Linked DNA regions of Mus musculus: region 1 is linked to region 2. Evidence: chromatin contacts called from public HiChIP or PLAC-seq data. All regions are on one chromosome and are shown on one strand. Each heading gives the region's core, a stretch centred on a gene start, on an enhancer-like site or on the middle of the called end of the contact. The rest is flanking DNA. Distances are from core to core; before and after follow the strand shown.

Region 1 (6,741 bases), core at 964-3,463, 2.5 Mb before region 2:
TCTCTAACTCCAAGTTGGCTAGGTTTGCTATTACCACCGTTGCTTAGTGGGCCATCTGCTCCCATGGGGAGCCACCAGCCTGGGTAAATGGGGAAAGGTTTTTTCCTTTCCTTTCCTTTCCTTTCCTTTCCTTTCCTTTCCTTTCCTTTCCTTTCCTTTCCTTTCCTTTCCTTTCCTTTCCTTTCCTTTCCTTTCCTTTCCTTTCCTTTTCGACAGGGTTTCTCTGTAGCCCTGGCTGTCCTGTAACTCACTTTGTAGACCAGGCTGGCCTCGAACTCAGAAATTCGCCTGCCTCTGCTTCCCAAGTGCTGGGAATTAAAGCATTCCAATTTCAAAGAATCAACACCCTGCAGGTCTTGCTGACTGTTGGAAGGAGGTGTGTAATGGTAAGGGGTGACAATGCCTGGCAACAGGGACGTGGGGGCCTGACTTCAGGACAGACTGCGGGCTGCACTCTCCGCCTCTGCAGGCGTCAGTCCTTGTTATAACCTGTGTTATAAGAACTATAGCTCTCCTTCTCCCATCTCCTTAATTTACTTATAGCGGCTTATAGCTAAATTGCCTTGAATCTCGGAAGACTGCTTTCCTGTATGAGTGTGTGGTGTCTACCCTGGATTCCTATCGCTCTCACTCTCGGACTCGGGTGCTCAGTGCTGCCACCCCGCGTCCGCTTAGGTTCCAGTTTAGTCCTCTATAAATGAAGCCCAAAAGATCTCTCCTTGAATTTGGAGCTTGATGGGCAACCAAGGAGTCCCAGGAATTCTCTCTGTCTCTCCTCCCCTCAGCATGCGGGTTACAGACATGTGAAGTCTTGGTCTCGATTCGATCTCGGTCCACGCAATAACTTCATTTGAGAGAGAGAGAGAGAGAGAGAGAGAGAGAGAGAGAGAGAGAGAGAGAGAGAGAAATATCTATGGTGGAGTCACTGAAGTAGGTGGAGGACCTCTGTGTGGGAACACAGAGAGGAACTGAGACAAACTTAGTCTCGAGGTTCCTCAGGGTCTGATAGATAAGTCTAGAAGGTAGATATGAGCAGGTTAGGGATTCTGTGAGCAGAAATCCAGAACAGTGTATTATAAAGTGTCCCCAGACACTAGAGATTCGAGCTCTTGGGCCCTATAACCAGCCAGGCTACTGTGAGGCTCGGAATGGCTCTCACGCTGCATATCGGATCCCCTAAAATGTATCATCTATTCTTTAGACTTGCATCATTTCTCCTAGCAGCACCTCTTGAAGATGCAAGTCTGGCTTCTTGGCCTGGTGTCAGAGACCCAGACAGGGACCTGGCTGCCTCTTTTCTATCTTCCTCCAAATCTGGGCTGTGTCTGGTTTCATCCCTCCTTGTATGGGGGCATCTGCTCTGATTATCTCCATGCTGGGCTACGAGGCCTGTGTGCAAATACCCGTTCTCACCCTTGTCACACAAGTCTGGTAGTACCTATGTACTCTCAGGAACGCTCACGCTAGGCAGAGGCACAAGAGAGACTGAACATCTGGACATGGACATGTGTGAACTAAGCATTTATAACTTGGAAAAGAACTTGAACCTCTAGGGAACATTTGGTCGAAGTAAGACAAGAAAGTGCAGCTGTCTGGGCAGGACTTGAACCTTGATCGGGGACAGAGCTTGGGTATTTCTGCCTCCCATGAAGGCTATCACACATCCGTGGGACACTTTCTCTACTACCTCTAAGTGCTTGGAATTACTGGTCTTGCCTCTGTGTAAGTTATTTAATGTGCTATCTCAGAGGCATATTTATTACTTATCACATCTTTATCATCTTTTTTTTGGTGCTGGGAGTCAAACCTAGGCAACAATTTTTATTTGTTTATTTTATTTTATTTTGGTTTTTCAAGACAAGGTTTCTCTGTATAGCCCTGGAACTTACTCGGTAGACCAGGCTGGCCTCGAACTCAGAAATCCACTTGCCTCTGCCTCCCAAGTGCTGGGATTAAAGGCGTGTGCCACCATGCCCGTTTTTTTTTTTTTTTTTAATTAAATAACTTGTGAGCAAGTTGGGCATCTTGGGGAACTTGGGGTTCCTTTGCCATTTTGGATGATTCATTTTATAGTTTGTACATTAAACTATGCGTAAGCGGCCTGTGAGGAAGCTCAGAGGGTAAAGCACTCATCAGGCAATAAACGGACACTCCAAGAAGCATTCTGTTCTACCGGGCACAAAAAGGCACAGCAAGCAAGCAAACATTCCAAAATCTCCGTCTGTGGAGCTTAGTGCTGCCACCTTGTGTCCGCTTTGGTTCCCAGTTCTCATTAGTAAATTAAGCACAAAATCTCCCCCCCCCCCCTTTTTTTTGTCTCTGTGTCTGATTTCCCTCTCTCCCTCTCCCTCTCCTCCCTCATCAAAAGACAACGCGCAAAAGTGGGTTCTATTCCCTTTGTCGTTTGGGAGGTACTTGGGGATCAACCTTAAGTAGTCAGGCTAGGCTTGAGGCAAGCACGTTATCCACTGAGCCCTGTCGCCAGCCTTCGTTTGAATTTTAGTTTAGTATTTTTTCATATGAGTAGGACATTATATTGATTTTTATTTCAAAATATATGGGAGGGGAGGCCCTTGGTCCTGGGGAGGTTTGATGCCCCAGCATAGGCGGATGCTGAAGCGGTGGGGTGGCGGTGGTGGTGGGTGGGGGTGTACTCTCATACAGGCAAAGAGAAGGGGGAGGGCAGATGTGGCATGGGTGGTTGGTGGAGGGATAACCAGGAAGTGGGATATCATTTGAGATATAAACGAATGGAATGATTAATAAAGAAAATGCTACTTGTGATCCCTTTTGCCCAAGAATCTTTTAGGCAACCTGGGATAGGAAAATATATTAAGTATATTTGTTGCTTTTCTGTTGCTGTGACAAAAATGCCTCTAGCCCAAAGCAGCTTAAGGAAAAATGGGTTTGCTATGGTTCCAGGGGCATAGAGTCCATATGTTGGCGGGAGACAGGGGCTGCAGGCAGAACTGTGTGTGTGTGTGTGTGTGTGTGTGTGGTGTAAGCCGGCTGGTCATGTGTTCATTTGCCGAGGGGGTGGGGATCAAGAGAGTGAGAGTGAGACTGAAAGCAGGAAGTGCAGTCAGGCCATCAACTCTCAGAACCAGCAGCTCCCAATGACGCACTTCCTCCAGCAAGGCTGATCTGCCTAAAGGTTCCACTACCTCCCCAAACAGCACCAACTGGGGAACAAGTGTTCAAATACAAGAGCCTGCCGGGCATGGTGGCACACGCCTTTCATCCCAGCACTCAGGAGGCAGGGGCAGGCGGATTTCTGAGTTCGAGGCCAGCCTGGTCTACAGAGTGAGTTCCAAGACAGCCAGGGCTATACAGAGAAACCCTGTCTCAAAACAAAACAAATACAAGAGCCTATGGAAGACATGTCTTACTGAAATCACACAGTAGGTCTATAAAATAGAGATAAGGATAAAACATTTACTGATAACAAATCACAAAAGATCTATTTCACGGCCAGTGAGATGGCTCAGCTGTAAGGTACCAAGCTTAATGAGCTGTGTTTGATGCCCAGGACCTTTTCAGCAGAAAGAAATAACTGATTTCCTCAAGTTGTCGCCAGTGTCCACATGTATGCTGTATCCACATGGATGGCTGTAATGACAGTTAGTTAGTTAACCATCGATTTATCTATTTCTTTAGTTGTGGGGTCTCACTTTGTATTCCTGGCCTGCCTGGGATACAAAGTGCGTCACTGAGTTCCATCTGCCTGTGCTTTCCCACTGCTGGGAGTAAAGGTGTGCATCACAGCCCAGCAGAATGTGTGCAGACTTTAAAAAAAACGAAACCCAAACTTAGCCTTTTTAGTTTGTTTGTTTTTGCATATTTTGCGGGTGGGGCTCAAGACAGTCTCTTTGTGTAGCCTTGGATGTCCTGGAACTCAAGGAGATCCGTCTGCCTCTGCCTCCCAAGTGCTGGAATTCAAGGTGTGCACCATCACCGCCCAACTAGGAGAGCTGTGAAATTCTGTTCATTTTTAAAAAATGAGATGTAGAAGTTATGTAATAAACCCAAGGCCATTCACTTAAGAAATCAGTGAAGATTTAGACCCAGGCCTACTTCACTCCAGTCTCTGCTCTTAGACCCATGCTAGTTTTGTATACTTTTTTTTTTTTTTTTTTTTTTTTTTTTTTTGGTTTTTCGAGACAGGGTTTCTCTGTGTAGCCCTGGCTGTCCTGGAACTCACTTTGAAGACCAGGCTTGCCTGGAACTCAGAAATCCGCCTGCCTCTGCCTCCCGAGTGCTGGGATTAAAGGCGTGCGCCACCATGCCCTGCCAGTTTTGTATTTTTTAGTGAAAATATTGGAACCTAAATGTGTATGGCAAAAGGACAGGTTTTGCTAGATATTTTGATGACTTGAGTGGTAATTTGTGTGTGTGTTTGTGTTTTAACTTTTTATTGATTCTTTGTGAATTTTATACCATGCATCCCAATTCCATTCATCTGTTCCCTCGTACCCATTCTCCTCCCTTGCAACCTCACCCATAAAAGGAAATAAAACTCTCTCTCTCTCTCTCTCTCTCTCTCTCTCTCTCACACACACACACACAGACACACACACACAAAACCTAAGCACAGAAAACATCTCATTATGGAAGCTGTAGTGTGTCACAATGTTTCCCACAACATATTCCTCTGTCCACACATCTTTACTTACAAATGTTCACTGCAATGAGTATTGGTCTGGTTTGAGGTCTATAGCTTCTGAGACATCATTAATATTGGATCCTCACCAAGGATCCAAACTCCTCCTGGTTATCCTGTTGTTGCCTGTGGGAAGCCACATGTGCCGTTGCAGAGTGACGCTGACTACTGCTGGCCACCACATATAAGTTTGGACAAACAACCAATGTGTACATATGCAGCAAAGTTTTTTGCAAAGACACTGCCTGGCCCGGGCATGATAATGAGGCTTTGAGAGTATAACCAATCAGATGTGAGACATGCAAATGAGGTATGATAATGAGGCTCTGTGAGGTACAGAGAGAGAGAGTAGCCAATCAGATGAGGAACATGCAAATGAGGCGTAGTGCATAACCAATCCGGGTGTGAGACATGCCTCTCCTAGGCCTATATAAGCAGCACCAGGTCTGGGCTTGGGGTCTCTTCACCTCTGCAATCAAGCTCTCCCAATAAACGTGTGGAGAAGGATCCTGTTGCAGTGTCGTTCTTGCTGGCCAGTCTGGCGCACGCAAGAGTTGCCCTGTGTCATGGAGATCCTGAAACTTTGGATCAGCAAGACTGGCCCTTTTGCATGCTCCAACAGTTCACAGATAATGTAGTTTTTGGAGTGGGCCAACTCAGAGCTCTGGATCCGGGCCTGGCTGGTAGCTGAGCTGGTTGGCGCTTTTCCTTAGCTGCACCACAGGGCAAGTTCTCCAGCACTGCTCTGGCTAGACTACCCAATGCTGCCTTAGGCAGGAGGCAAGGTCAGCTCTCCTGCTCTCATGCCCTCTGGGCCAGCTTACTCAAGACACAGGGTCTAACTCTCCCGAGTGCTGAAGCTGGTGAGGGGCATGGCCAATTCATCTATTCTCCTGACTCTGAGGCCATTCTTTCTTTCTTTTTCTTGAGACAGGGTCTTATTATGTAGCTCTGACTGACCTGGAACTCAATTTGTAGATCAGGCTACTCAAAGATACCTTCCCTGCCTCTGCTTTCTGCTTTCTGTGACCAAAGATAACCCCATTTTAAAATTAAAACTAAGAAAAAGTTACAGATTGGTTTGAATAGGTTTAACTCCCATAGACTCCTATGCTTCTATGCTTGGCCCACAGGGAGTGGCACTGTTAGGAGGTGTGGCCTTGTCTTGTTGGAGGAAGTGCCTCCCCCTGATGGCCTGACCTTCCTGCTGCTTTCTGATCAGGATGTAGAACTCCATATCTATCCCCATTGTCTGCTGTACACTGCCATGCTGACAATAGACTGAACCTCTGAAACTGTAAGTTTGCCTTTTTTCCTTTCCTTTCCTTTTTTTTAAAAGTTATTATTTATTTTATGTATGAGTATACTGTAGCTGTCTTCAGGCACACCAGAAGAGGGCATCAGATCCCATTACAGATGGTTGTGAGCCACCATGTGGTTGCTGGGAATTGAACTCAGGAACTCTGGAAAAGCAGTCAGTGCTCTCAACTGCTGAACCATCTCTCCAGCCCCAAATGTTTGGCTTTCTAGGGTTGTCTCGGTCATGGTACCTTTTTACAGCAACCCTAACACACACATTTTCACCAATATTGTACAAACAATACTATTTATTTTTTTAAAAAAGAATTAATTTGGAAAGCCTTCATGTCTGAACTCTTCTAATGTTATTTATTTTACTTTATGGATAAGTGTGTATGCATATTCTACAGAAGAAAGACTTGAATTTTCTGGAACCGGAGTTAGAGGTAGTGGAGAGTTGCCACATAGGTACTGGGAACCAAACCAGGCTCCTTGCAAGAGCAGTATGTTCATTTAACCTCTGAGCCATTCTCCAGCACCATTTTTCATTATTTTTAAGTGTGTGTGTGTGTGTGTGTGTGTGTGTGTGTGTGTGTGCGCATGCACACAAGGTACCCAAGATGCCCAGAGATGCTGGATCTCCTGGAGATGGGATTAGAGGCAACTGTGAGCTGTCCAGTGTAGGTGTAGGAACTGAACTCAGGTCTTCTTATATATTATATATTATTCTTATTAATATATCATGATGCTACTCATCAAGAACACAGTGTAATAGCATCCTG
Region 2 (7,245 bases), core at 3,524-6,023:
TCGAGTCAGCCCTGGCCATCTCCATGTCCCAGTGCTCACAACCGTTTTGTGACAACATTATAGAGCCACCGGCCTCTGAGCATGCAGGGGGCCTGGGGCTGTGCCTTGGTTTCACTGTCACAGTCCAAGTTTTCTAAGATCCTCCTTTTTAGCTCTTATCTGAAATGATCGTAGTGGGGTTTGTTTACATTAAAATTTACCATCAAGGTCAGAGCCTCAAGGGAGGTTAGGTCCCTTGATGTGTCAGAAACAATGCAGAGACAAGAATACAGCGTGGAGGGAGAGTGTGTCTTTCCGATGGATGGAGTAGCAATGTCTTGACAGTAAAGTAAGTCACTGACACAGCGACTGGCTCCCAATAAGTAGTCAGGTGAAATGTGAATCAATCTCTCTCTCTCTCTCTCTCTCTCTCTCTCTCTCTCTCTCTCTCTCTCTCCCCTCTCTCTCTCTCTCCACAAGGTTTCTCCGTGTAGCTCTGGCTTCCCTGGAACTCTCCTTATAGACCAGACGAGCCTCAAACTTACAGAGATTCACCTGCCTCTGCCTCTGCCTCTGCCTCTGCCTCTGCCTCTGCCTCTGCCTCTGCCTCTGCCTCTGCCTCTGCCTCTGCCTCTGCCTCTGCCTCTGCCTCTGCCTCTGCCTCTGCCTCTGCCTCTGCCTCTGCCTCTGCCTCTGCCTCTGCCTCTGCCTCTGCCTCTGCCGTCTCTGCCTTCCAGAGTGCTGAGATTAAAGGCATGTACCACCAATGCTGGACAAATGTTCCCCTTAGCAAATAATTTTGGAGTCTAAGAAACAATAAAACAACCTACTTCCCTAGAGAAAGAGCTAGGGTCTGGTACCAGTCAGCATTCTGTAACTTTTCCCCTTTGTGGGCCTGAGGCAATGCAGAGCATTATATAGTGACCGATCTAAATTGCATGACTGATGATGAGGTGTTTCTTTGCTTCCTAGCAATGTAAATGCTTAGAACCAAATACAAAGTGCCACACAGTGAGTATGTGGAGGTGTCTTTTTTTCCATTTGGAATTAAAATTAGTTCTGCCTCCCTTTTGCATTTACACATTTTTTTTCTTCCTTCTTACAAAATTCTTCACTGATTTTTTAATTATTTTTCCTTTTAATTATACTTACTATATGTATGTGTGTGGGCCCATCTGTGACACCATGCATATATAAAGGTCAGATGACAATTTGAGGAAGTCAATTCTCTTCTTCTACCATGTGGGGGCCCAGGGATCGAACCCTTATCACCAGACTTGGCCACAAATGCCTTTACCTATACCAGCTCATTTATGTTTTAACTTCAATATACTCTGTCCCAGCAATGAACATTAAAAGTGTTTTGGAATAAGGTAGCATATGAATACAGAGATTTTTCTCTGGGAAAGGGCACGAGGCATGCAGTTGTGGAAGACAGTTTAGGTTTGGATTCATTTACCTTGGGCAAGAATCTTAACTGGCTTTAGCTTCAGTTATCGAGTGAAACACATGATTGTATCCTCCTAATAGAGTAGTTGTGGAGGTTAAATGGAGTGATGCTCTGGGTAATAGTTATTATGTTCTGTTTTCCATCCATGTCCCTCCACTACTGGTGGCCATAAAGCCGTGTCTGGTGATGGTCTTTCAGTAGAGCCTTTTCTACAGGCAAGCACTGTTGCTAACCCTAATATATAACCTATAACTTTGCAAATGGCAGAGCTGTTCTCCCTCGGTAGCCCATGTCTTCTCACTGCTGTCCATACTGCCTGAGCTGAGATATGAAGGAAATCTGAGGGTAGCAGACAAACAGCTACAAATAAATTTTAATGGTCAAGTGGAAGGGTTTGCCTTGAGCACTTCATTCAACCCATTTTTTCTGAACTGTTATTTTCCAGAGTCCATGCCAGGCTCTGAGGATCCTCCAAGATATAAGACATAGACATCCCTTCGCTCTCGGATAAAGTCTAATTGAGGGATGCAGCCAAATGTAGGCACAGCTGTGACAACAGAAGAGTAAATGGGATATGAGAAGGATGAAGGATGCCCAGGGAGTAAATGGGATATGGAAGCATAAAGGATGACTCCATACCTAGCCCAGCCAAAGGAGGAATTTGGGAGGAGTAACAGCAAGGCAGATACCGAAAGGATGAACAAAGTCAAGCAGGTGACCTAGGAGAAAGCACCGAAGAAGGACGGAACCAGAGAACTGAGCCTCCCATCAAGAAGCTTGACTTGTGCAAGGGTCAGGCAGACGATAGAACACATCAGCTTTAGGGAACTAACGGGATCCTTTTAGCTGAATCATAGCAGATTTGTTCACATGGGAAGAACCTTGACAGACCATAGATCATGAGGTCCCTATGAGGCCACCCTAGCGGCTGGGTTCCGTCCCAAGGGCCGTGTGAAGCTAATGAAGCACCCTTACTCTGAGAAGCAAACACCCTCTGTTTCAACTTATGTAATTCTCTGCATACAGAGGCATGTTGGAGTGTAGCCAAACTAGTTAAATTTATAAATGGGGAAACCGGGAGAGGGAGGTAAAACGTCTTGCTTAAGATTGCTCTTCAGTTGGTTGCAAAACTCAAACACAGAGGCAGGTCTGTGGCATTTAATGTAAAAAGCCCATGGTGCACCTCCTCTACGGGCAGATAGAACCCAGCAGCCAGGGAAAATAAAATGGCATAGCATACAACCACATACATAATATCAGTTGTTTTGTGCTATTGTTTCCAAACAGATTCTCTCTGAAAAGAGAAAAGACAAAGAAGGAGCAACATGGAGAAATATGTCTCTGAGAAGATAAAAACGCCTCAAATAATCTGCCTTTCAGGATGAAAACCCAAGGAATGGGGATTCTCATTCGTAAGCGTCTGCAGTCACTGTGGACTGAAATCCTGAGGATCCTGGTTGAAAAAAAATGAATTTTAAAGTAAGACGAAACCTGAATTCTGTTTTTAAAGCCATCCCCCACAAACACCCCCACAGCTTTCTCACATGGCATCAGAAGGGGGGGAAAATGTATGTGTGTCGCTATATATGTAAGTCATCGCTTCTGAAATAGCAGTTTAAATTAGACAAGTGATGTAACATCAAACCACATGGGAGCGTGGTTTCTGAGCCCCGGGGGAAGCATGTGAGATGCAGCTAAGTCTTCTCAAGTCCTTGCCTGAGATTTGCATACAGTGGCTCCTCTATCAGTAGCCATTTACAGGGAACAACTGTGCAAGTCTAAGTTTGTGGCGTCTGGCAAGCATTGGAGAAGGTTCTCATGACCCAAGATTTTATTCCTTGTTGCTCTATACATAAATCAGGCTCTCAAGTACTTTCCAATTAGTTCCCCTAAGAGGGCAGGCTGGAGAGATGGCTCAGCAGTTGGGAGCCGTGGCTACTCCTCTTGAGGACCTGAGTTCAATTCCCAGTACCTACATGGCATCTCACAATTATCTGTATCTCCAGTTCCAGATTATTCTTGGCACCAGGCATGCATGCGGTACACATATATGTGCATGCAATCAAAATACCCATACACACAGAATAAAATAAATACTTTATATACATACACACACACACACACACATATATATATATATATATATATATATATATATATATATATATATATATATATATATATATGGTACCCAGAGCAACTATTATTCCCTTTATTGCAGGTACTGCATCTCCCACTCAGAGCAGTACCATGCTGGGGTGGGTTCAGGTCAGGACTGAATGCAGCTGGCCTCATCCCTACCTAAAGCCCTCCGAGTTATGTCTCAAGGAGCAATGGATTCTTTGAAGAGCCCTAAGCAGCATCTAAGAGGCTTCTGTCTCCTCAGCTCCTTCCTAGGTTTGCCTAAAAGTCAGCTTATCATGATTTTGTCCACGAGTCAATTCTACCTCAATGGGATCGACATGGGCACGCGCGCGCGCACACACACACACACACACACACACACACACACACACACACGCACACACACACATAATAGCTGTACATTTTTACACTAAGAAATGGAAAGGAAGTAGATGTTTCTCTTTGTTTTTAAATTATTACATTTATTTATTGTGTGTGTGTATGGGTGTGTGTATGTGTCTGTGTGTCTGTGTAATGTGCATATATGCATGTGGGTGGAGGTCAGAACACAATATACAGAAGCTGTCTCTCTCCTTCTACCTTGTGGATCCTGGGAATCGAACTCAGGTCATCATCAAGCTTGGCTGCAAGCGCTTTCTCCCGCTGAGCCTGTGCCCTCTGAGCCCGTGCCCTCTGAGCCCGTGCCCTCTGGGAAGTTATTCTTCAAGTGGTGGAAGGGCTCAACCTCTCACTTAGCCTGCTCCCTTCTTTGGGAAAGCAGCTGTCATTGGACTCCTGTTAGGTCAGTTAATGCTGGCAAATAATAAGCTCCAAGCGAGCAGGGGCTCTACTGCACACTAGTGCGTGCCTGGCTCTTGGCAAGATGCTTGGAACAAAACAGGTAGTCGATAAAGATGTGGTGAATAAATGACTATATGAAAATAATTTGACACCGGGGAGATGCGAAAGGAGCTGACGCTTCCTTCCTTCTGGAGTGGCAGGTGTCGCTGGTGATGCAGGCGGCAGCAGGAAAGTCGTCCCTCCTCCACCTCCAGAGTCCGGAGGCTGGATACTCTAAGGCTGGAAGGTATGGGTTCAGGAGGTTGCAGGTCAGGGGTGCGCAGGGAGCCCCTCGCCGCAGCCATTTCCGGCTCTTTGTGTGACAGCAGCCGCGGCGAAGGGGCTGGGCACCGCGGCCAGGGGAGGAGCCGCGGCAGGCGGAGAGGCGGGGCCGCGGGCGGGGCGCGGCGGTCCGCCGGCGCAGCGGCGGAGCGGGGCTAAGCATCCTGCGCCCCGGCGCGGGGCCCTGCGGTAGCCTCGGGTCCCTCCCCTGGACCTGCCACCGAGCCAGGTAAGGGACTCTCGGAGACAACAGGGCTGATGCAGGAACCGAAATGCTGCCTAGGCGGTGGATGCGTTCCTGAGGATGCGCGAGGGGCGGGCGCCACTTCTCCCAGCCCGTTGGGGGCGCTTGGCTTGGCGCCCGAGGCTACACGGCTTCAGGTCCCTGGAGGCCGGGCTACAGGCCTGTGTTGTCCCTTCTCCCCTCGGCCGCCCCGGGCGCCCTGGGCAGGGAGCGTTTTCCAGAAGTCGTGGGTACAGCGCAGAGCTCCGCGCAGCAGCCTCAGCGGCAGCCACAGCAGGTGCGTGGCCTGGGCCGGAGCCACCCGCCCTAAAAAGAGGCAGGGATAGTCTCGGGGACCAGGGATACCTGCAGGGGCCACAAGCCCAGAGGGGGCTACATCCCTGCACCTACATACTGCAGATCGCCGGGCAGTCCCCGCCTCTGCGGTCGCGGCCACCATCATTCAGCCAAGGCCAGAGAGAGCTGCCTGGGCCCGCCTGACAGGCAAGGGGGTACTGGGCGCCCGCGGTGAACCGAAGCCGGGTGGGGCCGGGGCCACAGCGGCACGGTTTGGGAGAGGAAAGCTCTGATGAGCCGGGAGGCATGGCTGACCTGCTTCGAAGCGTTCTGGCCTATACTAGCGCCTCTCCCCTGGATGGCTTTGGGGAGGAGAAAGGTGGGGTGATGGAATCCTAGGGGTCAAGGTTTCCTTCGTATTTAGCTGCCCACCTGTCTGTTGTGGGAGATTGCCACATCACCTTCAGGAAGGTAAGCCCTCCTGTGTGTACAGGAAGAGGAGTAGCTTGTGGCTAAGGGTGGGGGCAGGGAGCATGGTTGAACCGACTGTTGGTTTTCTCCCGCGACTATCTGGGTGTTTTCCAGTCCAGACTTAGAACTTGGCTAGCCCAATTCTTTAGTGCCCACAGCCCCACAGTTGGGCAGGAAGACTTAGGGATCAGACTGACGACTGACTGTTGCTCCTAAGCAACCATTTCTACCTCTTGACCCCTTCCCTTAGAAGTGACCAGCCTTATTCTTGGGCACAGGCCCTGCAAGAACCATTGCCTAGCACTCAGTGACACCCCCCCCTCCCGCCATTGTCGGAGGACAAAAATATAGATTAATATCTATAGTCGGGATTGTAAGTCCTTGAAGGTAGTTGTCCCTACCACCATCCCCCCTTCTGTGGCTTTCCCCCCCTCCACCCGATGCTCCTTGGGTCCCTTCTCTCCTGTCAAACTTGCTTGAGAAAGGAGCCAGTGAGTGGTATTTATCTTGAAGAGCTAAATACAAAAGGTTTTCCCATTGGATGTAGAGCAGGCGCTTCTTAAGTCATGGGATCAGAAAGGAAGCCGAGGATAGGAGACATTTTAATAGGAAGCAGAGCTGAAGTCAAAATATTTGCTATCTCTAATGGTTGACTTTCCGATGTAAGCTAGATGTGGCACTGATACTGTGGTCAGAATGGCCTATGTGGCAGCTGCCAGCTTCGTTTTCTGTCAGGGCTGCTTTGGCCTGGTGGGCAGGAGTACTGTAGGAGTGTGTGTGTGTGTGTGTGTGTGTGTGTGTGTATGAGAGAGAGAGAGAGAGAGAGAGAGAGAGAGAGAGAGAGAGAGGCAGAGAGAGGCAGAGAGAGAGAGGCAGAGAGAGAGAGGGGTCAGGGGTTACTGTCAGCAGAAGGCTTTTGTTGATCACCAGTCTCTCCTTGCCCGTGGGGTGTGAAATGTGCCCATGGAGAGTTCCTTACTGGAGCTAGCTGCCATCTGCCCTGACAGTTACGAAGCCACAGACAGCACGCTGCTGCTTACAAAGCCAGTGCCCCTGGGTACTTCTGCTTGCTGAGCCCCAGGCCGGTGGCATTAGCTCACTAATCTTCTTTATTGTAGTTCCTGGCCAGTTCTGACTGGTTGTATAGGAACCCAAGACTGCCTTGTTCCCTAATGTGGTGGAAAATGGAAAGAAAAAGCGTGAGTTAGGCATTAGGCCAGAAGTGGGGGGTGGGGTGGGGCACAGGTTTGGAGACTCTTGCTCAGATCAGATCACATGGAGAAGTAATTTAACAGCTAGCCAAGGGCCCCGGTAACAGAAGTGCACCCTTCGATTATCGTGCCCCCTCAGTGGTCACTGGGCCTCTGAGGCTGCCATTGACCTGAAAGCTAAATTAGGTGATGAATAGGCAACAGGCTAATTAGCATTGGGAACAGTATTGCTGGAAAACAGTATAGGGCTCCTGTCCTCACATCTCAGCCCCGGCCTCCATGCTCAAAGAGGCTTCTTTGGACCACTGTTAGCCCCAGGGTTCCACCAAGAGCTTCACAAAATGCTCTTTCTGTAGCCTCCATGTGGC

The links. HiChIP or PLAC-seq counts read pairs in DNA pulled down with a chosen protein or histone mark.
Region 1: an H3K4me3 HiChIP or PLAC-seq map of embryonic forebrain shows a contact between it and region 2, with 17 times the contacts expected there. The contact joins the enhancer-like site here to the promoter of Cyfip2 in region 2. A contact is called at or near these places in 2 of 39 promoter capture datasets (cranial neural crest and pre-B cells), 1 of 484 Hi-C or Micro-C datasets (B cells) and 3 of 115 datasets of contacts at active chromatin or transcription factors (embryonic forebrain, forebrain and stem cell-derived neural progenitor cells).

The regions. Positions count from the first base shown.
Region 1 is chr11:48,784,318-48,791,058 of GRCm38.p6, reverse strand. No RefSeq gene overlaps it. Among named protein-coding and RNA genes, the nearest start is that of Gm36109, 12 kb to the left of the region's middle. Within about 2 kb of position 2,213, at least 200 of the 459 cell types and tissues checked have an H3K27ac peak or open chromatin away from gene starts, as enhancers often do. A contact at or near this core is called in B cells, embryonic forebrain and pre-B cells, where this site is marked.
Region 2 is chr11:46,309,886-46,317,130 of GRCm38.p6, reverse strand. It overlaps Cyfip2 (cytoplasmic FMR1 interacting protein 2), which reads left to right and starts at 4,773. Exons shown (of 31, transcript NM_133769.3): 1 at 4,773-4,904.